Regions from separate parts of the Mus musculus genome. Here all the other regions are linked to region 3. Evidence: chromatin contacts called from public Hi-C and promoter capture Hi-C data. All regions are on one chromosome and are shown on one strand. The core of a region is the stretch at or near the end of the contact, and the rest is flanking DNA. Distances in the headings are between cores, read along the strand shown. Region 1 holds the start of Tomm70a (translocase of outer mitochondrial membrane 70A). Region 2 holds the start of 4930461C15Rik (a long non-coding RNA gene). Region 3 holds the start of Col8a1 (collagen, type VIII, alpha 1). Region 4 holds the start of Tbc1d23 (TBC1 domain family, member 23).

Region 1 (5,690 bases), core at 2,800-5,299, 630 kb before region 3:
CGGTGCTACTTTTCTTGTCATGGGAATGTCATGTCATGATTCCATCAACTGGCTGCTCCTTCTGCTGTCAGAAGCAGCCTCTGCATTTATCTGCAAGGAGCCATGTATAGTAACCCTACTTCCCCCTCTTTCACTGTGACTGATAACTCATGTATAATTTATGCACTCATTTGCCACCCTTCTGCCCACTCGGAGCTTTATAAGATCTTTTCATCCTGATTGACTGAGTTCATTGCCACTCATAAGATTCTGTTTCTTTTGGAAATGTAGAAATGCTGATTGTACTTCATTTTTTATTTTGGAAAAAAATTAATTACATTTTTTTGTTTTGTTTGCATATGCAAGTGTGTATGTGTGTGGACATTCAAGTACCGTGGTACAGATAGGGAAGTCAGAGGACAACTTGGCATGAATTGGTTATCTCTCCACCAGGCTTCAGATTCAGGTTGGCAGGCATGGTGACAGGTTTGTGTTTGGAAGACATAGGTCAAGTTTGGGCATAATTCCTCTGAAGTTCTCCGCCTTGGTTTTGGATATGGCTTATCTCACTGAACCCGGAGCACTTCTATTCAGCTAGATTGGCTATCTAGTAGCGCACAGTGATCCTCCTGTCTCTGCTTCCATAGCACTGGAATTACAAACGTGCATTCCTAGCTCTGTATTAATACATGGAAGCCAAGAATCCACACTCAGGTTCTCACGCTTGGCTACTGTGCTGGCTGGTTTTGTGTGTCAACTTGACACAGGCTGGAGTTATCCCAGAGAAAGGAGCTTCAGTTGGGGAAGTGCCTCCATGAGATCCAGCTGTAAGGCATTTTCTCAATTAGTGATCAAGGGTTTTCGGAAAAACCCCTTGTGGGTGGGACCATCTCTGGGCTGGTAGTCTTGGGTTCTATAAGAGAGCAGGCTGAGCAAGCCAGGGGAAGCAAGCCAGTAAGTAACATCCCTCCATGGCCTCTGCATCAGCTCCTGCTTCCTGACCTGCCTGAGTTCCATTCCTGACTTCCTTTGGTGATGAACAGCAATGTGGAAGAGTAAGCTGAATAAACCCTTTCCTCCCCAAGTGCTTCTTGGTCATGATGTTTGTGCAGGAATAGAAACCCTTGACTAAGACAGGTACCAAGCACTCTAATGACCGAGCCATCTCCTCAACCCACTTAGTGGTTTTAATTCACCTTTATTTAATAGCTAATGTTGAAAATCTTTTCATGAACTTATTTTTCACTTATTTATCTTTCTCAGTAAGGTGACTGTCTTTCATGACTTTGGCTTATCTTATAATAAAATTATTTGCCCTTTTAATGTTGAAATGTGAAATGTATAGATTCTAGATATTATTCCTTTGCTGAAGGCATAGTTTGTGGATATTTTTACCTGTCTTTATTTTGTGTTTCCATCTAAATAAATTTCAATTTTTTACTTACAAGTTTTAAAATTAGAACATTAAGTTATTTTATGACATTTCAAGTAAAATTACTGTGTATTTTTCTTTATTCTCTTCCCCTTTTCACGCCTGTGTTTATCTTCCTTATAATCTTCCACAGCTTCTTTTTCTCTTTTTTTTGTATGTTACATGTCTTGTTGCCCATCCCCTCACCTTTCCTCAACAACTATATTCCTCCTTTAGGAGCCTTCTCCCTGGTTTCATAACCTATACTTGCACCGACCTCTCACTAGTATATGGAGACATTATAAGCTTTGATCCACATATGGGAGACTATTATAATATACTTTATAGATCTATCCATTCCTGAAATTTTCATGATTTCATTTTTCTGTGCAATGAGTAAAATGATACTGTGTGTATGTACCACATTTTTGTTATCCAATCATCCATTATGGATATCTAGGCTGCTACCATTCCCTAAATATTTTAATTTATGCAGCAATAAACATGAATGTACAAATCTCTTTGTGGCAGACTATAGAGTCCTTTAGATCTATGCCCAATCATGGTATAGCTGGGTCACATGGTTCTATAATTTTTCCAGAACTTTTCATATTATTTCCATAATGGCTATATTTGTTTACACTTCCACCAGCAGTGAATAAGAGCGCCTCTTTCCCCATATTCCCTGCATTATCTGTTTCAGGAATTGTGTTGGGCAGGAACACTAACAATACCTATCATATGTCTAACTTAGCAACAGGTCCAGAAGTACTAAGATTACTATACCACGATTCCTACTCTTCAAGGACCCAAGATGAACTTGAGTAGCAGATACAAGAACCAATAACTATGGCAATGTGGTAATAATTGGGGAAGAAACAGAAACTGTTAATCGATAGTGTGATCATTTTGCTGGTGCTATAAAAGATCCCAAGACCCATATGGACAAAAGAAGTGACTCCCAAAGATTCATATCATGATCCGTGGAATGGGTGCACCCATACACATACATACACAAAATTAACAAAGGTGAAAATCTTTCAAATGTGTTTTAGTTCCAATGGTTTATTCAAACTGGGAGCCTTTAGTCCTCCAAGATATCACAGAAAAAAATGTGAAGTTATAGGGGGAGAATCCTTTTGCTGTTATTCTGAAAAATCCAAGATTACTCAGAGGGCATGAGATTCCGATTTTGAAGTTCTGGGGTGAGAACAGTGCCTACAGCAATCTCTATTTGATCAACTAAGTTACACTACCATTTTCAGTTTGTTGCTAGTGCAAACATTTCACTGGTGAGAACCAACATGACGCAAGAGAAAAGGCCCTGAAGTTTCAAACTGGAACATTCTATTTTAATCACTCCACGTTGACACAACTTGGCCTTTGCATCTTCATGTAATGCTATTATGGTGAGCATCCTGTGGTACTTAAAAGCCAAATGACCATCTATGGGTGTTTGGTTTTTGTTTTTTTGGTTTGTTTGTTTGTTTGTTTGTTTGTTTGTTTGACAAAAGGATGTTCAAACCTGAAATGAAGAGCCATAGCCTGGAACATTTAATTATCCATGCTTTGCCTTTTTTTCTTGAAAATTGTGTGAATTCCAAACACCTTGCAAAGTAGACTTCATGCTTTGAGACCAGATCCAGAGTTCATGAAGGCTTAAGAAAAGTACTTCAGGGCTGACGAGATGGCTCAGCAGTTAAGAGCACTGACTGTTCTTCCAGAGGTCCTGAGTTCAATTCCCAGCAACCACATGGTTGGCTCACAACCATCTGTAATGGGATCCGATGCCCTCTTCTGATGTGCTTGAAAAACAGCTACAGTGTAGTCATATAAATGAAATAAATTTTTTTTAAAAATTTAAGTTATTTCAAATAAGTGAGCAAACTCAAAGTGTTGTGACAGACACTTGTGCTCCAGGGAAGGTTGTATGGGCTAGATGTCAGGTGGAATCCATTTTAAGATACACACGTAAAGATGCCTGCGGTGATCCGGGGTCCTCGAGGAAAGCCAATAGGAAAGCCTTCTAACAGACATCCTTGCCCTTTGTAACTATTAAAGGTGCAGCACACAGGCTGCAAGTCACTTCCATGAGTCAACCTACCTTCCCCAGTTTCCATCTAGTCTTTGCCCTCTGTCATTGTCCCAGGAACTACAAATTTGTCCAAACTACAATCTGGCTATTGCAGAAATATACAAAGCTGGTTTACACAGCACGATGGTCTCACCCTTTTTCCCCCCTCCCACAGTTTCAGTCTTTAACAGGCACCAACGTAGCCACACCCCCCTCCCCGATCCTACCAATCAACTGGGAGGCCCACCATCCCTGCTGGCCAATTCCCTTCACAGTGCTTCTGCAAGTCCCGCCCACTCACAGAGCTACAGGGAGCTGTCCCTCTACACTTGCTGCACACGGCCCCCCACGCCCCTCCTCGCCGCACTGGCGACAGTGCCACGGGTCCTTCTGTCCTGGAGAAGAGGTCTGCAGTCACGCAAGGCCTGAGACCTCCCGAGCGATTCTAGGCAACCGCCTGCAAGAGGAAAGGGAAAAGCCACCCAGAGCGCCAGGCCTTCTGACCCCGGAAGTGGTTCTCCCCTGTACAGTAGATAGGGGCGGGCCCAGCCGCCGGTCTAGCCCGGCATGCCCCGGGCTTCCGGTGACCTCTGGCCCTTTTCTGTCGTCCGCTCCTGCTGCTTAGCGTGCTCGCTCGCGCGTTGCTTTCCCTCCACGCTCCCGGCTTCCTCCCCACGCTGCCCGGTGACCGTGGCGCCCGCGACCGGCGCGGCGGCGGCGGAGGACAGTCGTCATGGCCGCCTCTAAGCCCATAGAGGCGGCGATGGCGGCGGCTGCTGCGCCCGGTTCTGGAAATGGAGTGGGCGGTGGCGGTGGGACTGCGGGCCCCGGCTCGGGCGCGGGGACCCTGCCGCGATGGCACGTGGCGCTGGCCATCGGGGCGCCCCTGTTGCTGGGTGCTGGGGCTATGTACCTGTGGAGCCGAAGGCGGAGGCGCCGGGAAGCGGGAGGCCGGGGCGACGCCAGCGGCCTGAAGCGCAACAGTGAACGGAAGACCCCCGAGGGCAGGGCCAGTCCGGCCCTGGGCAGTGGCCACCACGACGGTTCTGGGGACTCCCTGGAAATGGTGAGAAGCCGCCCGGGCCGTAGAGGTGAAAACGAGCGGATGCAGCTTTTCCTTGACCCGTTGTGCGGGTGAGGGGCCCTCCCACCGGTCGGAAACTGCCGAGTGACTTTAGAGTCGTTTCTGGTTGCCTTTATAGGGAATGGAATAGCAGCTCCAGGCTGGCTAGCGTAGAGACGTTCTTTGACAATTTCCTTTGGGATCCAACAGAATACTTTGCCTTTCTTCTAAGTGACACAGCATTTATCCCTAGTATGTAGGTATGGGAAACATGCACAAATATAGTAATTCCATTAAGCGAAGAAAGGCAAATTTCACGGAACGATTGGAGTTGTACCGTGAGTTGTTATTGTGTTTCCCAAGACCAGAACTTTGCTAAGAACCTTTTAAAAACAAGCCATTTTTCTTTCGGAGTTTCTCTCTCGCTCTGATTGTGTGTGTGTGTGTGTGTGTGTGTGTGTGTGTGTGTGTGTTTGGGGAGGGAGATTAGCAACTATTACAAAGTTCAAAAAAATCATTAGGTAGCTTTGTATATAGGAAATAGTTCAGTTTTTAAGGAACTGTGCCTCCCACCCCCACCCCCGCTGCACATCTTAAAATGTTCTATTTCACCTGGACATATATATACATGTGTCCAAGCCTGATAAAGAGTCTCTGGTGTTATAACAAGCATTGGAGTGATAAACTGCTCTATCGGATCTGGTGGTCAGACTATTAAATCTTTTTGACAAGTTTGACGGCTGTGTGGAGAATTGGCATGGACTGAGATTGAGTGAGATAAGGGACTTTACTGGGTCAGGAATTCTGTGGTGGTATTACCAGAGTAATCCAAGTTCAGAGAAACTTACAGGTAAATAAATACCAGGTATGTGCCTGAGGAAATTCTTTATACACACGCATCCTATGTGCACTTAACACTCATGAGAAAAACTGTACAGTTAAATGAATGGCAGGCATTTTCATCCCATTCAGCCTGAAGACACGTTGTTCTTTTCCTAAGTAGCTTCAGAGGCTCTGGTATATGACTCCAGGGATAGTACTTACTGTGTGTGAGTCACCGTGCTAGCTAGCAGGAAGGCTGTTTGTTCTCTCCTATGGGGAAGTTAAACAGCCAATTTCTAACCAGAACTTACAATGTTGGAGGGAACCATGATCTTTGAGAG
Region 2 (5,817 bases), core at 1,746-4,245, 650 kb after region 3:
GGCCGGGCTTGCCAATGGGACACACTCTAGCTTCTAGCTGTGGCCCCTATGATGGTGGCGGCCTTCTACAAACCTATTCACGCTGAGTGATTTTTCACAATCACCAGTTAGGTCCTGGCCCTGAGCAGGTAAATCTCATGGGTCAAACTGCCCTATCCCCACTGACTCAGCAGACATCAGCCTACAGGGAAACTGAGTCCCCCTAGGCAAAGAGAATGGCAAGCTTGACTAGAGAAGTATGCAGAAAGTATGGGAGAGTAAATGTAAACCTGGACTGCCCTGGGGCAGTGACTGGTCTAGACTCGAACGCCTGATATATGACTTTGGTGGAAGGTTCCCAGGAAACATTTCGTTATCTCACAGAAGCCTTCTGAAACTGGTTGTACAGCCATAATGAGAAGTGGAGAGACATGGTGGGCAGCACTGTGTCTCAATTCTCACACATCGGTGCTCCTCCTATGACTTCCCATGGTCAGGCAGTAGGGGAATGTTCTCCGGGCTGCTCTCCAGCCAAACCTCCAGAAAAGAAACTCAGGAAGCTGAAAGGCAAAAGAGTACGAAGACAGATGGCTAGCATCATTTTTCAGACGCTGGTTTCCCCCTCTCTTCTTTTCCCTGTTCTGTCCTCTGAAACACTTCACCACTTTATTCTCTACTTTAACAGCTCTTAGCATACCAAAACAGAGAGAAAATGACAGCACCCCTCTCTCTTGTGATAGGGGAATTACTTATAAGAAATTCGGAGTCTTTTCAGGCTGTACTCCCCTGAGGGGGGACAGCCACAACTCCAGCACTTTCTTTTCTAGAAAGGTTCCCATACCTGAGCTAGTTCACTCTGCTTCTTGTGCAGTTCCATGTAGCTGAAGGAATCCTAGCCAGCAGCTTCTAACCCTTTGCTGTGTCCACCTTGTGGCCTACGGTTATCACTAGGTGGTCATACAGAAGGAGTGATCCGACATGTGAGGTGCTTCATCTCAGGGACTATCACTTGAAGCCTTGGCTTAGGACTGGCTGTTTGCTGGGGTAGGTCATAGAGTTAGCTCTGTTAGTTCTCACCTCCAAATTGGCACTGGTGACGATGGATTTGTTTAAAATGTTTGTCTTCTCCACTAGAATGTAAGCTTCTCTAACTGAACTTTGTATGACCAGGGCGTATATTGGTAGTGCTTTCTTTGCTACACGATAGATGTTTAGCAGATACAATGACTGGGGAGTGGGGGTGGGGGGTGGGCTTATTGTGTGAGAAATATGCAAGAAACTTGAAAAAAAATGGCTTCTAGAGTCCTTTCCAGCATTTGGGTTTTCTTCTGAAACACGGGTGTGAGTGCTTTACATGTTTAGGACTCTCACATGTATTCATGAGTTCCAGAGCCAATTCCTACATACTTCTCACACTGACATTTGTACAACCTGCTTTTCTATAGCCTCATTTATTAGCTGTATATCCATATCGATTTATTTTGTTTAAAAGGCATGTATTTTATTATTTATTTATTTATTTATTTATTCATTCATTTAGTATGGGGGTGGGAGGGGAGATGTTCCACAGTGCACATCTGGAGGACCATGGACGACTTGCAGAAGCCAGTTCTCTCCTAGCAACCATGTAAATTCTGAGGATCAAACTCAGATCGTAAGGATTGTCAGCAAGGGCTCTTAACCAATGGCCTATCTCTCTGGCTTTGCATCCCAGTATAGGTGCTTCTCAGCTTATGATAAGAGTCACATTTGATAAACCCACCATCACTTGAGAACACGTTAAGTCAAGGGAACATTTAATACACTCAAGGTAGTAGACATCCTATGCCAGTATCAGTTTGCTGTACAGCATCCGTTGCTTAGCGTTGAGAAGACCCAGCTGCCAGAAATTATGGCTTGTTAAAGGCAGTCATCAGCAGGACAGGGCACAGCAGCAATACTGTGAAAAATCAACCACCATAAACTGAAAGGTAATACAGATGCTCTATAGTTACTTCCTTTGCTATGCAAACTGTTCTATCTTACTAAGTCCCTGTTTGTTAAAGGTACAATACTTTTTTTTTTTTTTTTAGGGAGTCCCTAATTAAAAATATCCCTGATGGTTTCTCTTTATAAATCTACTGTCTAGTTCTGTGGATTCTTCTTTAAAGACTGCTCTTTCTTCTGCCATACTGCCTGCTCAAAAACTCCATCAAATTGCCTATTATTTGAATTTGTACTTGTTTCATTCTGACGTGCATGATGTACTGACATTTCTTCCCCATTCCAAAACCTGCAAATTATCTATAAAGTGGCTCTAATTCCTGGGACTTCTCTGAGCACAATTTTACAGATAGTGGACTTAAATAGTCTCAGCAACACGGGTCTTATTTTATACTTCCTCTCCAAAGTCCTAGAAGCTATCTTTGCAAAAACTGAACACTACATTTGTAATTGTACCCGCAGATGTTGCTGCAATTGACTGCAGTTTTAATTAAGAAAAACATACTCTGCTATTTAAAAACAGTCCCTTAAATACAGCTCCCAGCTGAAATCTTCCAGCATCCAGCCATCCCACCCCTTCCAGTGGCCTGATGTTCGACGGGGGAGGAGCCAGGAGCAAGCAGGCTCTGGGAAGCTGGAGAGCGCGGGATGGGGAAGTCCCGGAAGTCACTGACCAGAGAGTCTCGGCGGGTTCTCTCTGGGCAGTGGTCCCAAAAACTACAGGCTCTTCAGCGGGGCGGGGACCGCTCCCGGCCCCGGCTTGGGGGCGAACCCGGATCGAGGGAGGCGGGTGGGACGCTCCCAGAGGTCCAGGGCGATTGGCAGACGCGGATGAGGGGCGGTGGAGCTTTAGGAGAGGAGCTAACAGGTCGACAGAGCAGACGGCGTGATGATTGGACGGCACGGAAGGAGCTGGACCAGATCTGGCCGCTCATTGGTCTCAGCATGAGGAGGAGGCGTGGCCAGCGCGCGCGGGAGGGAGGGAGGGCGAGAGAGCGGGGCCGGCCCGCCCGAGAGACGGTCGGTCTACGAGCGCGGCGGGAGCGCGTTCCAGCTCGGGCCCCGGTGCTATCCTCCGATCCGCCGCGCTCCGGCCTGGGGTCTCGGGGCGGGAAGCTCGGTGAAGCGGGCGCGGGGAGCAGGGCGGAGGGGACGAGGCGCGCTGCGCTGCCGCCCGGTCCTCACCGGGTGCTGCGGGCCCCGGGCGCGCGGGGCTCCGCGGCGCGCGCACTATGCGGGCGGATTGCCGGCCGCCGCGATGGCGAGCCGGGCGCCGCTGAGAGCCGCGCGCAGCCCCCAGGGTCCCGGAGGCCCGGCCGCGCCCGCCGCCACCGGCCGGGCCGCGCTGCCCAGCGCCGGCTGCTGTCCCCTCCCTCCTGGCCGCAACTCCTCCTCCAGGCCTCGACTGCTCCTTCTGCTGCTCCTACTGCTCCAGGACGCTGGAGGCCAGCAAGGTGAGTGGTGGCCCGCACCGGTCGGCCTCCTGAGGCTCTTGGCTGTTGGAGGAACCTGCCGACGAACCCAGAGATGCAGAGACACCACACTGGCGAGGCTGATGTGGCGGGGACCGGGGCGGGGTGGTGGTGCCGCCCGGTGTCTCAAGTTTGTGTCGCTTTACTTTTCCGCAAAGCCATTCATTTCTGTGAAAGAGGGACGTATGAGACCCTGCCGTGGAGGCCTCCTTGCTGTCTCCTTCTGGACTGATGGACGGAGTCGGGAGCAAATTAAAAAGCATCTTGAGCTTATTAAAGACAGGCAGGGATTGCTGTTCTTAGGGATAGCGCCCAGGTTCTAACGCGAATGAAGCAAATTGCAGTGCTCTCTAGAGCCTTGCTTACGTTTGCAATTCGTTCTTCAGAGCACCTGCCCATTACTGAGGACCGTGGTTTGTAGATTGTCTTGATCAAACACAGAAGTGGCCCAGAGTAGCGGTCCACTACCAAAAGCGCAAACTTTCTCAGAAAGTGACAAAGCTTCTTTTCCTTCTACAATCCCATTCCAGAAGCGGGAACAACTGTTGGTTGATAAATCATCAACAATAGAAAGAGAATACAGGACTGAACTTTTTAGTGTTGCTGCTTTGGGCAGCGTACCACATTCTGTTTGGCTTTATTTCTTCCATGGCTTTTCTTGTTACTAATTGCTAGGGAGAGTTTCTTGAAATACGTTTTCCATTTCTCAGTTCAGCTTCCCACTGTGTGCACTTTTTGTCAGTAAGGAATATCTTCAAGGTCATGGGATTGTCTCTTGGGAAGGTGCAGCCTTGATGGACGTGTGAGAGGTAATCGCTAAGAGAAAAACGTAAACTGTCCTCTTTAATAGTCACATTTAAACTGAGCAACCTAAGGTTTAGAGGTCTAATAGGCAGATTTCAGTCAGCGCTTACTGTTTTAGAGTGTGGAAGCCTCTGAAGTTTTGGCATCTATGTGTGTGTTTTTCTTTCTCGTGGTGGGGAGACAGACTTATATGGCTACAGAAGCTTAGTGTGTGTGGGAGGCCCGGGACTAAGTGGTTTGTGTAAATCAGTGCATTTAACACACAGCTTGGTGAGTTAGTTATCCCGTTCCCAGCAGAGGGAAACCGATGCACAGGGAATACAGCATATTTTAATGTAGAAAGGAATATGACCATTTAAGCAGTCCACTGTGTTTGAACATTTCTAGATGGCTTACATCTAGAATTTCACGTCATGTTTAAAACAAATCTTCGAGTAACAGAGTCAGCTATATAGGACACCATTATCTTTTGGAGTAGTCATTCCCAGACTGATGTAACATGCAACATTATCTTATTTTAAATGATTTTTGAATCATTTTAGTCAGCATTGTAACAATATATTTCTTCTCCCATTGCCAAAAGATTCCAAAATAAATAGAAATAATTTTAGAGAGCATAAAAAGACATGATTTTTATTTCTTCAAAATCGGGTAGTTTTGTTTGTTTAATACCTTTGTATCAATTTTCTGTCTTGCTCATATGTGAATGCATGTCTCTTTCATAGACTAAGTAAATGAACCAGAAACACACAGTTTTACAAAGGGAAAGCATAATGTATTTATCAATTATTAAACACGAGTTACTAAGTTAGTAAATTAAGGACTAGTTTGGTGAGTATCTGAAAATTCAGAAATTGTATGAGATGAGAATTCCCTGATTTTTAAAAAATCTCTCCCTCTGAGGGCCCTAGTACTGCTTGCAGTGAAATTTCTTTGAAGTTAGTCTTAACTAAGATAACACATTCCTTCAGGGTCAGCTGACATTCCCTCACTCAGGATGTGAATCTCTTAAACACCTCTAGCGATTTTAATATGAGAATGCCCATGTGTTCCAAGGTGGACTTTGTACTCTCTTAAGAAGCCTTGGGAAGAAGTTTGGAAGGAATAATATAACCTTATCAGTTGTCTCTGAGTGATAGAACCTTTCCAAATGTCTGCTACTAGCATGTAGTTATAATGAAAAATAAACTGAAGAAAATAGGCTGGCTGAATCAGTCTTGCTCCCCACGGAGCCTACCCAGGTAGACACATATTCCGTGTCCATGGGAGTGCGTAAGTGGGTTTTTATCTTCCTGACACTGTTTTGAAATGATGCTCTCTCTTGCCTTTGTTCTACTTAAGGCCATACATAGCTCTTTCTCAGCAGATTTCCTGCCAAAAGTGATTTTTCTTTCTGCTTGGCTTAGAATAAAGTTCATCACGTTTTTGAAAACCTAATTCTTCACAATGATGTATCATAACTATCTAATATTCTTTAAATTATAAATAGACTTGGTTTACTTACATATATTTATAGTATAGACATTTTAGATGTAGCTTATATACATGAATTCTAAAATTCATGGTAAGTTCACCTTCA
Region 3 (5,554 bases), core at 1,102-3,601:
CACCCACTCTTGTTTTCCTTTAGGGAGATAGCAGCAGCCTGCTGCAATAGCATGCGCTGGACATGGCCACACACGGGAAGAGGAGACTCGGGCTGTCCTTTGACATCCTGTGCAGAAGAGGTGATGTTAGGACAACTAAATGACACCTTAACTTTGATTTTTCTAAACTCATAAGAAGAAAAGTACCATTGTGCCTGGTACATACCTTAGGGAAAGACTCCTTTGACTGGTAATGCCCCCTGGGAAGGTTAGATCATGAACAGTCTGAGATGATCTCACCCACTTAGTTAAGGGGGTTGAACCTCATGACACATATACTGTTAAACTGTTCATAGCTGCTCCGTTCAGACAGTCAGGGAGAGCAGAAGCAAACCTTCAGAGAACAATTATAAGTCTCAAATTTAGCTTGAACAGAGTTCTATAATGTAAGCTTTTGGCCCTTAGGGCTGATAACTTTGACAGAGGAGGTTTTTGGAGGAAATTATAATCTTTTCTCACTGATGGGGCTGAGCAGGACTCAAGTATTACCTTAAAGGAGGAATTAACTTGAATGAACCCAACATTTGGGTTGGCCTTGTTTCATACCTGCACCTTCCATGGCTCATTACTCTTGTTAGCTAGAGAGCCAGCAGACTGCACTGTGGATGGAGATAAGGGGATTTGAAGATGCACAGGTCACATATTATATTGGCCAATAGTAATTTTATATCATTTTCTGAAAGGAAACCACATTCTCTGCAGTATTTTTCCACTGGGGGGAAAAACTGCAACGTGGGGGAAATGGTTCATAAGTAACTTGAATAATTTTATGCTAGCCCTTTCATGCTAAACAGTGTTTAATATTTTTACATTTCTTTTGATATATAAAAGATAAAGAGAATTTGGAAAAGCCCAAGCCACTTGTCTAAGTGTGTGATTTATTTCAGTTTTAGACCTACAGTGAAATTTCCCATTTGAAACAGCACACAACCAACAGGCATGAAGATGTGAATGGCTCTCTCCCCTTAAGAACCTTAAGGACTAAAGCGCTGCTTTGGTTTCTTGACTGGCAGCCTGGGCTTGTCTCCTCCAAGAGCAGCTTCTGCAGTTGCCCAGATGGAACATTTGAAGAGGGCTTTTCTCCCACATGAGAGCCTTTCATCCCACAAAACCCACAGAATATGGTAGCAAACTTGATGGCACAAGAGTCTGATTTTTATTTATTTTTCCAAAGTAGCTGTCAGGTTTGCTTCTCCTCACACAGGTGCACAGCACTCTGGAGAAGAAGAACAGATCAACCCCCAACCCACCTACCACAACCACTTCCCCAAACCACCCCTACACACATCCAAGGTCTCTTCCCCACTGCAGAGCTCTGGGGGAGTCAGTCAATAACCAGGCACTCGCTTGAGGAGGGCAGAGGGGACGGTGAGGATGAAAACCTTCCATCTGAAGTCTTTCTGGCTGATCTCGCTATACATCAGTCAGTTGTACACAGAAGAATTGTGCAATCTGACCGGCGTGCTTTCTGAGAAACATATTGAAACACTTCGTGTTTGAGGTGTGTATAGGCATCACAGAGTTCTCATACACTCTCAGTCTCCACACAAGACTCCTTTTAGGCTGTACTGGAAAGGTAGCCCAGCAGTGGCTCATCCTGCCCCAGCTTGTAAACTGGGATTTGTACTTTCCTATCTTCCAGTCACCTGATTACTGTCCCCGGGCAAAGGGCACTCGTTCACATCATTTTTTCCGAGCAGTTAAACCTGGAAAGATACTTCTTAAAGGACTCACAGAAGTTGTCTTGGGGGTTTGGAAAACATCACAAAATCAGCAGCCGACCTTTTGACTGTGCTATTTTTAGAGAAGTAATTGTGCTCCTTTAAAGTGCATTTTTTTTTGACAATGGGACAGATTCCCCTGCCCTTACTGATATGTGAACTATTTACAATTAAAAACACAAGCATAATACCGCAAACAGATACATTTAACCTCAGAAGCAGTCAGACAGACGGGGCACGCGGGGAGGGGGGGCAGTGTGACTTAAAAAGAGAAAAGATTTTTGTAATAGAAATGCTGTTGTTTCTGCCAAAAAGGAATTTTTATTTTACTGTTCAAACAGAAGTTTGTTTTCAAACCAGTTGCTAGTTAAGAAGCTCACTGTTCATTACAGCATCCTTATGAATCAACTCTAAGTAAAAGGCGTTGACCAGCAGGGACTCACTCCAGGCAGCAACCCCCTGCAAGTCAGCAGCCCTGACAAGGGTTATCTTACCTTGAGCACGTCAGATCTGGGAGACAGGGACTCGGGCTCCCACGGAGAGGACCGTGGAAGGGCTCTGATCCTCTGTGCTCTGCGGGTAACTTGCACTTGGCTTTTATGGACAGGTGGGCGGAGCTGTTCCTCACAGTAGGTGGGCAGGGATTGAGCGGGGGCGGCGGGCGGGCTGCCCCCGTGGAGCTGGACACTTGTCTGGGGAGGGGCAGAAAGGGTAGAGCCCGAGTTTTTAGGAGTGGGGAGAGCCAGGGACTTTGGAGGGCGGCGGAGTAAATAGACAGGAGTGGAGACGAATGAGGGAGAGTAGAGAAAGGCAGAGACCACAGAAGGGAAAGGTTGGGGAAGAAATGAATGGGGCTTGGGGACGGGAAGCTAAAGTAAAGGTAGGGGAAGAGAGAGAGATAGGGATTTGATTCTGGAAGATGAAATGGGTACTGGATTATTTTTCGGTTTTGTGTGACATTTTTGGCAGCGAGAGGAACCTGGGCGACTGTCAATAACAAAGGTGTTTTCTCTGTGATCGAAAAGCCAAGTAACCGCCCAAGAGAACTGACGGGTTTGGAAGCGAGGTAGAGGCGAGGAAGATGGGCTTCTGGAAAAGGGTGGAGGACAAGCCCGGTGAGCCCAGACAGTGGTGGGAGGGGATCGTCCCAGGGAGCCCCAGGCGCCCTGCCTCTGGGAGCTGACTGCTGCAGCCTGGCCCACCCCACCTCACTCCTGCCAGCCTCCTTCCACAGACAGTTCTAAGCGTGCAACATCCAGGCAGCTCCAGAGGCTGGAGCAGCTGTGAGGTCCATCTGCGGAGACAGCTCCGCACCAGCTCGTCCCTTCAGCATCAACATCTGCTTATGTAACACAGGATGCTAGGGCTCGCTGTCCTCTGGTTATTTTCGGTATTAAAAAAAAAATCTCTCCTAGCTAGCAACTGAAAAATGTTCGGTGTCATAGCTCTCTCCACTTGTCGTAGGCATAGAGAGGATTTAACCAACAAGTGCGAAGGGTCATGCTGAAGTTATTAAAAAATGTATTCAGAGAAAGAAAAATAAGGTCCTTTCGCTGCTGAGCGGTGACTCACTTCCCAGCCCAAGCTACAGTTTTGCCACCAAAGAAATCAAAGCATTTGAAAGGAGGACTTGAGACTCAGAGATGGGAAATGGGAGTCGGATAGATGCCTTGGAGAAGAGGGAATGACCTTGCTCACCGAGTACACACACACACACACACACACACACACACACACACACACACACACACGATCTTAAGCCATGCTGTGCTGTTTTCTGTCTTGTTTTCTAGCTAGCTCAAGCTGGCAACAGGCTAAGCTAGGCAGTTTAAAAACTCCTGCACTCCTTAGTGTGCCTGGAGAGTGTGCATTGTTCTGAGGACCCGCGCAGGGGCTTGAAAACTGTTCAGTAGTATCCCTCAGCCTCTCCTCCACAGGATGCCAGAGGACCACTAGCCCAGCAGTCTCCTTCTGCTAGGTGTGGAAAAAAAATGGCCTTGGACTTAGCCATAGGATACTGAAGGGCAAAAAACCTCTCCACTAAGAAAGAGCCACTGGCCTAGTAAAGGTCCACAGTATAAAAAAGAATTTTCAAAGAATCTATTAAGAAAATAGTAGTGCGTGCCACTGGGATAATAATAATACCTGCCACCACATGTGCTAAGTTTACACTGGACTTAGTTTTTTACAGACTCACTCCCATCTGTCTGCCTGGAGAGCCCAGAGCCTCAACTGATGGTTCCTTTGTAAGAATTCCAAGCTTAGCTCGAATGGATAGGCTTGGAAGTCAACATGCAAAAACCGATGCGATTCAGAGAGGGAGGATGGTGAAGAGTCATTAGACAAAATGGAAACATTTTAATTTTCATCAAGATACAAATTTGACATCATATGTGTGTGCGTGTATATACATATATATGTGTGTGGGTATATATCTATATCTATCTACCTTCTATCATCTATCTATCTATCTATCTATCTATCTATCTATCTATCTATCTATCTATCTATATCTATCTATCATCTATCTAATGCATATATATAAGTGTGTGTGTGTGTGTGTGTGTGTGTGTGTGTGTGTTTCCCTGGACCTCCTAATCAGCTTTATTCAGGAAAGTCACTGGCTCTAACAAGCCATACCTATTGGTTTACTAGCCAGGAAAATATAAATGCTCAGTAAATGTCACCTGGCCCAATGGAATAAATTGTTCTGATGAGTGTGAACATATGGATGACGAGCAGCAGTTGTTCAATTAATGGATGAATGGAGAATGAAGAAGGCTAAAACTTTCATGTGAACGCTTTTGTTCATTTACTAGTTAGTTGTTGCCTCTCTTTTTCTTTTCTGATTCAGTTTTCCTTCCTAAATAGTATATCTTTTAGGGATGTGTCCAGATCCATTAAGTGAAGTCTACAACATGAATAATAACCTTCGTTACCAGAACTGAAAATTAAGACTACATTATTTGTCTTGGGGCTGAACCATGAAACCAAATATGATTTTATAGGCATAGTGTTACTTCTTACGAGTCTTTAATTTAGTAAGGAAATGTATTCTGAGCAAACAAAAGAGGGGCTAGAAGGAGGGTCTGGGTGATTAAAAAATGTATTAGCAATTATTCCCATAGGATTATGGAAAATAATCCTTTAATGCGTCTCACACATTCCAGTTCCATCACATAGTTGTGAAAAATAAGGGGCGGGGCTTGGGGGGAACAAGACAAGAAAAGCACATTTGAAGAGAAGGCAGCCTCCAGCAGCAGGATGGAGTTTTCTTTTCCCATTTTCATCCTTTACCCCATTATTCTGAACCTGAATACCCAGCCAACATAGCAAAGGCACTCCTTTCATGTTGTCTGGATGGTGCCAACGATTAGTTCATTTCTCCAGTTCACACTTGCCCGAGTCTGATTCAGTAGCAGATCTGGACAACACGTTGCGAATCCAGGAATGGATCTCTGTGCTGATGATTCTCAGGGAGCTGTTCCTAGAATCTCTCCAAAGGGGAGAGAAGTGGACTTCCCGGTGAAAGGCAAGGATCAAATGACAACATGCTATGCCCTAAATTTGCCATCATGTGGATATACTAAGAGCTACACATGATGGCATATTTCCAAGTCCTTGGTGAATGTAAACCTTTTCTTATGTGTTGTGTGTGAGGTTAATTTATGGTCAATCAAACATATATATTGATTGACACACAGAGATATCTTACAGACACTATTGCATATGCCAGCAAGATTTTGCTGAAGGGACCCTGATATAGCTGTCTCATATGAGGCTATGCAAGTGCC
Region 4 (6,044 bases), core at 2,183-4,682, 520 kb before region 3:
AGTCTCATCAGCAGCCCAGACTGCCCTAAAATTCACAATGTAGCTCTGATTAACTTTGAACTTGCACCAATTCCGCTGCCTCACTCTCCTGGGTGAATGAAGCTGGGATCACCAGCAAGCCACCACACCCAGCCTAGTTTTATTCTTACACACTTCCATTTGTAGACTGAATGATCCTTAGCCATCAGGATGAGTTTGGTGGTAACCTGCAAAATACACTGTGGAAAACTTTACAAGTGACCAAGTCAAACTAAAACATGACAGCTAAACTAGAAACCGTTCTGCAAGGATCTCATTTACCAAACACTCAAAGAAAAGTGGGCTTACTAATCTATGGCCCCCAATCCCAAAGTCTTTCCTGACTCTACGGAAGCTGGTCAGGAAGAGTGAGACTGGAGAGATGAGAGGGGAGAAGAGGATGGGGGGAGACTAAAAATCTCAACAAACATCTCATGGAAATAAAACAACAAGGAACCCACACCAAACACGCAGACTGTGCTGGGTAGGTTTCTGTCAACTTGATACATGCTGAAGTCATCTGAGAGGTGAGATCTCATGCCTCCAGCTGTACGCAAGCCTGTAAGGCATTTTCTTAATTAGCGATTGATAGGAGATGATGAAAAAGTCAGCCCTGGGCTGGTGGTTCTATAAGAAAGCAGGTTGAGGAGCATAAGGAGCAGGCCAGTAAGCAGCCCCCGCCATGCCCTCTGTATCAGCCCCTGCCTCCAGGTTCCTGCCCTGTGTAAGTTCCTGTCCGGACTTCCTCCATCGATGACAATGATGCGGAAGTGTGAGCCAAATAAACCTTTTCCTCCCCGAGTTCATTTGATCAGGGTGTTTCATCACAGCAATAGTCACCCTAAGACAAAGACCTGGCCCCACAGTGGTGGCGCACTCCTTTAATCCCAACTCAGAGGCAGAGGCAGGAGGATCTCTGTGAGTTCCAGGCCTGCCTGGTCTACAGAGATTTCCAGGACAACAAAGGCTACACAGAGAAACTAAACTCTATCTTGAAAAACAAAAAGAGCAACAAAAGACATAGACCTTAATGGGACCTTTAAGAGAACAAATGTTGCTACCAGCAACCATCCACTAGAGAGACCTTGCCCATAACCACACACACACACATGAACTAAGAACTTCCTTACGATGTTTTAACTCAGAAAAATTCTTCCCAAGCTCCGGACTTCATGCTATAACCACTAGGTCACTTTCTAGAAAGTCCTTATCATTGATTCTTAAAAGGTTTCCATAATGGGTTGGAATCTTTTTACTGGGCTGACACTATAGATCAGTGTAGGCAGAGCACCTGTTTACCATGTACAAGTCCCTAAGTTGCACTTAGGGAATGCAACTTACATAACCACCCATCCCTCATAAATGTGTACGGATTTTCCAGACCTATCTTTCTCTTAAGTCAAGCAGTGCTAGTTATTATTCCCCAAATAAATCCTTAATTTTCCTGCCTTTGCCTCCATTTCTGCCGTTTCTTTATTCTCTTAACAGCATAGCACAATCTGGGATTTAGCCTCCAGCTCTGTAAGGTATTTAATATTTGAAATATGGCTAGACCAACTGAAATTCATGATAAGTATAAAGTGTACATAAATCTTTTCATATGGGTAAAAATTAAAAACTAAATCTGGTTGTGGTGGTATACACCTTTAATCCTAGAGCTTAGGAGACAGAGGTCAGACAAGGCTATATAGCAAGTTCTGGACCAGCTAGGGCTACACAGTGAGACCCTGCCTTCAAACAAATAAATAAATGAAAAACTGCTTTTAAATAATGAGCACATATTCAAATAATACATTGGTGTTGGATATATTTTTTTTAAACATAGTAAAAGTTCTACCTGGTTTTTGTTATTGTTTTTTAAGTTTTCAATGAGGCAAAGGAAAGAAATTTTAATTAATTCCTTCCGTAGCTCACATTATAGTGACTATTTTGAACAATGTTAAGGTAAGTCTTACTGATGCTTCAGAGTCTAACTCACACACCAGTGCCTCCATGAGCTTTTGTAATGCATGCTGAAATGGTTTCTGCCTCTTCTGAACTCCCACAACACTTATTTACAATCTCAGAGAACAAAATTAACTTTAGCTTGCTACATGTGTACCTGTCAGTCCCCAGAAGACCAGCTACTCAACTGCTATATCGTGTATTCCTTTCTGTTATTTCTATTGTCCTCAATTAGTAAAGTACAAATTTACCAAAGGCTTGCATTGTGTGTAGGTACACCGTGACAGTGATATATAAACACTGTGAAAAACAACAGCAAAATCCATGAGTCTTACACCTGGTCAATACAGTTAGATCAACTGTAAGATATACACGTGCACACACACACACACACAACTTCAAAAGTAGAAGTGTCCACCAAAAATTAATGACCCTCAGTGGGAAAAATAATGCCTACCAAAAAGGTATTGGCAGGGTTGGGGATGTATCACAGTTGGTAGAATGCTTGTCCTAGCACACAGGAAGCCCTCGGTTCAATCCCCAGCCCAACACAAACCAGGCAGGATGGAGCTTACAAGCCAGCACTCGGGAGGAGAAAGCAAAAGCATTGGAAGTCCACAGTCATCCTCAGCCACTCAGAAAGTTCGAGGCCAGCCTTGGGCTACATGAGTTCCTTTAAAAACCAAATCTTCCCACAGCCCCAGAGACACATGCAAATGCCCGGGAGAAACAGTAACAAAATTCAAAACGCCCTCCAAGTCATGAAATTAAATTGTGAGGAAAGTGGTGGGGAAGAAAAAAAAATAATAATAACAAATGTTAGAAACTGTTGGGAGATAAACAAAATTAATAATAATAATTTTTTTTTTTAAAGACAACCCTGAACTACGTAGAAGGAATCTTGCTGGGTGTATCTCACGACCTCTGCACTGTCAAAGGTCGCGGTGGTTATTTCAAAAGATCTCATTTCAAATGGTCTGAGATCTCCATCCAAGAACTTCCTCCTTAGTGCGCCCATTCCAACTCCCTGGCTAGGGACTCGGCGAACTCAGTGGGGAAGCCACTCTCTTCGCTGGGCCAAGCGGGAGGACCTGACTTAGGCGCAGATCCAGGATGGCCCCTGAGTCCCCGGGATTCTGCCCCAGCCGCAGAAGCCCGCGGGCAGAGGGGACCCTGAAGCAGAGGGGGCGGGGCAGGGGCTCAGAGGAGGACAGGTGCCTTTTGCTCCACGCCCCGCCAGCCAGCACCTCGGGGACAGGCAGGATGGCGAACAGGAAGAGAAGGGGCCAGTGGGAATTAAACCTGGGCTCGCACTCACCAGCTGTCCCCGCCCGACGTTGACAGTGGCAGAAGCTCTTCTCCTTCCGCCATTGCTGTTGACGTCCACGTCACTTTGCCGAAAAGTGGACCTGGCACCGAGACTGTCTCAGAGATTCAGTGTCGTAAAAGGAGTTATGAAGTCTGAGACTTGAGACTCACCAGAGCGAAAGAGGGAGGAGGCGAGGAATTGGAAGGATGCAACGTCACCACGTCTCTAGGGCGAAAGGCGGAGCCCGGAGCTTTGCGAGAGGGAGAAGATTATGGAAGACCACAAATCCCAGGATGCCAAGGGCCCGCGAACGGAGTGGGCGGGGCACAAGGCTTGTGGGCGGGGCCGACCCTGGGGAGTGGGAGGGGTTCTCCGGGATGGGGCGGGGCGCCACGCTGCGGGCAGGCGTGGCTCAGAGGAGACTCTGAAAGTGAAGCATCCTGGCTTGGCGTCTTAATGTTTGGGTCTCTGGCTGTCCGGTGTGAGCCAGAATTGAGAATCCCAGCTAGTGGAGAGAGGAGGGCAAGTATGAATTCACACAGAGAAGGTAGGCTGAATAGAAAAAAAGGAAAGGACATACCACATCATTTGTAAAGACCATTCAAAAAAATAAAAAGGCCAGGGACTTAGTAAACCATACAGCACTTGCCCAGCATCCTCAATGATTCAATCACCAGAGCTACAAGAAAAATAAAAATACACGAAGGACTCTGTCAAGCTATCCAGTTAAGAAAATTATACTCTAGTCTTCTATCTTAAATATGTCTTCTAACAGCCAGGAGAATCAACTGTAGTTCTGAAACTGAAATTCCAGTTTAAAAAATCAGTTTAAGAAAGCTGCCGAGGGGGGCTGGTGAGATGGCTCAGTGGGTTAGAGCACCCGACTGCTCTTCCGAAGGTCCAGAGTTCAAATCCCAGCAACCACATGGTGGCTCACAACCATCCGTAACAAGATCTGACTCCTTCTTCTGGAGTGTCTGAAGACAGCTACAGTGTACTTACATATAATAAATAAATAAATCTTAAAAAAAAAAAAAAAAAAAAGAAAGCTGCCGAGATCCTTCCCTTCCTAGCCAAAGTCCCATTTGTCCCTCTAAATGGGCCTCCTTGTTCCGCACCCAGGTTTCATCCACAGTACCAGTATTACCAAAACACTAGCCCCTGGGCTATCTTTGCCTAGTACAGATTCAGGGAGGAGCTGAACAAATATTTTTAAGCCCAGGAACAACGATGCAGTTAACTACATGAAATTTATGGATAAATCTGAAAATGCCATTGTTAGATGAACCAAACAGATTACAAACAAAAGGCATCGTTTATGTTTGATATCAATATATTAGCAATAGATGCATGCACACTGAGAAATGCAGGGGTAATGTGTAGAAAAACTGAAAACAATTAAGTTTTAGATGGGGCAGGAATGACCAGAAATAGCTTTAATTAAGTAAAGTAAGTTTCTGTTCGATTGGTTGGCTGGTTATGTTTTGTTTTGTCTTTTGAGACAGTCTCACTAGTAACCTTGAGGAGCTCAGAATTTGCTTTGGAGACCCGGCAAGACCAGGTTTGGCTTGACTCCGGGGCTGGTGTCTGTGAGCTCCTAAGCGCAAGTGTTCTTCCTGCCTCCGCCGCTCAAAGAAGCAGTACGAGAGGTGTTTGCCACTATATTGGTTCTAATGTTTAATATTTCATTTTTAGGAGCTGAGAGGTACCTTCAAGGGTATCCATCATTTTTTTTTCTGAAATATACTTTGGTACCTAAAATGCTCCAGAATTTTAAAAACTATTTAAATAATGTAGCACAGCTGTCCCAGTGATAAACCAAAACATGATGGCTCTCCTTCCAAAAAGAGACAATAAAAAGCTGAACATTCAATTCCAAGCCTGGAGCAGATGTGTAAGGTTCAGTTCTTCATTGTGAAAATTCATTTTTACATAGAATGTGGCTATAGATGACCGTTTTAAAAAATAAAAGGTGTGGCGGCTGGAGAGATGGCTCAGTGGTTAAGAGCACTGACTACCCTTCCAAAGGTCCTGAGTTCAAATCCCAGCAACCGCATGGTGGCTCACAACCATCTGTAATGAGATCCAATGCCCTCTTCTGGGGTGCCTGAAGACAGCTACAGTGTATGTATATATAATAAATAAATAAACCTTGAAAAAACAAAAATAAATAAAAGGTGTGACTCTAGGTCAGATCGCCATTCTGAGACACATATCCTCTGATGGATCCCTTCAGTTGTTCTGGAAGGCTTGCAGAAAAGTGGCTCAAAAACTACTCAGTGACATGCAAGCAATTGTTCACCAGTCAAGCTCATTCTAGCCTTCTATTGAAGTTCATTTTTATTGTAATCAAATTAGTGACTATGTTATAGTCTGTTTGGTAAAATATTCTATTAACGTATATTACTTATTCCAGATGGTGGAGGTGTACTTGGGAGGCAGAGGCAGAGCAGATCTATGTGTTCAAGGTCATCCTGGTCTACAAAGTAAGTTCAGGACAACCAGGACTACACAGTGAAACCCTGTCTCAAAAACAGATGATATCTGGATAGATATATATACATACATACATATATATATATATATATATATATATATACTTTTTTTTCCAAATAGTTTTTCACTCTGTGCAAATAGCTTAAACCTTCCTTAGACTTCTCCTTAACCTGTTCAGAACCAACTATGTGGGCATCCAACCTGTGCAAGTCTCACAACATTAATATGCTTTTGGTTGTCATTCTTGAATAGGTTCCTCTGATTCATTCTCCCTGGT

The links. Promoter capture Hi-C pulls out the DNA fragments that hold promoters and counts their contacts. A called contact is a pair of places that touch in the nucleus more often than the background predicts.
Region 1: a promoter capture Hi-C map of stem cell-derived epiblast-like cells shows a contact between it and region 3, with 5 times the contacts expected there. The contact joins the promoter of Tomm70a here to the promoter of Col8a1 in region 3. A contact is called at or near these places in 4 of 39 promoter capture datasets (the 3T3-L1 cell line, embryonic stem cells, liver and 1 more), 1 of 484 Hi-C or Micro-C datasets (embryonic stem cells) and 1 of 115 datasets of contacts at active chromatin or transcription factors (large pre-B cells).
Region 2: a promoter capture Hi-C map of 3T3-L1-derived adipocytes shows a contact between it and region 3, with 6 times the contacts expected there. The contact joins the promoter of 4930461C15Rik here to the promoter of Col8a1 in region 3. A contact is called at or near these places in 8 of 39 promoter capture datasets (the 3T3-L1 cell line, 3T3-L1-derived adipocytes, the SN4741 cell line and 4 more), 1 of 484 Hi-C or Micro-C datasets (cerebral cortex) and 2 of 115 datasets of contacts at active chromatin or transcription factors (neural tube and stem cell-derived neural progenitor cells).
Region 4: a contact with region 3 is called in a Hi-C map of uterus, with 2.6 times the contacts expected there. The contact joins the promoter of Tbc1d23 here to the promoter of Col8a1 in region 3. A contact is called at or near these places in 1 of 39 promoter capture datasets (the 3T3-L1 cell line), 1 of 484 Hi-C or Micro-C datasets (uterus) and 1 of 115 datasets of contacts at active chromatin or transcription factors (pancreatic cancer cells).

What each region holds. Positions count from the first base shown.
Region 1 is chr16:57,117,665-57,123,354 of GRCm38.p6, forward strand. It overlaps Tomm70a (translocase of outer mitochondrial membrane 70A), which reads left to right and starts at 4,050. Exons shown (of 12, transcript NM_138599.5): 1 at 4,050-4,530. The coding sequence starts at 4,198.
Region 2 is chr16:58,405,536-58,411,352 of GRCm38.p6, forward strand. 4930461C15Rik (a long non-coding RNA gene) reads right to left here and starts at 2,996. Exons shown (of 4, transcript XR_384912.2): 1 at 2,637-2,996; 2 at 1-539. It overlaps Dcbld2 (discoidin, CUB and LCCL domain containing 2), which reads left to right and starts at 3,000. Exons shown (of 16, transcript NM_028523.3): 1 at 3,000-3,416. The coding sequence starts at 3,221.
Region 3 is chr16:57,752,386-57,757,939 of GRCm38.p6, forward strand. It overlaps Col8a1 (collagen, type VIII, alpha 1), which reads right to left and starts at 2,352. Exons shown (of 4, transcript NM_007739.2): 1 at 2,255-2,352.
Region 4 is chr16:57,228,034-57,234,077 of GRCm38.p6, forward strand. It overlaps Tbc1d23 (TBC1 domain family, member 23), which reads right to left and starts at 3,433. Exons shown (of 19, transcript NM_001358433.1): 1 at 3,281-3,433. The coding sequence starts at 3,333.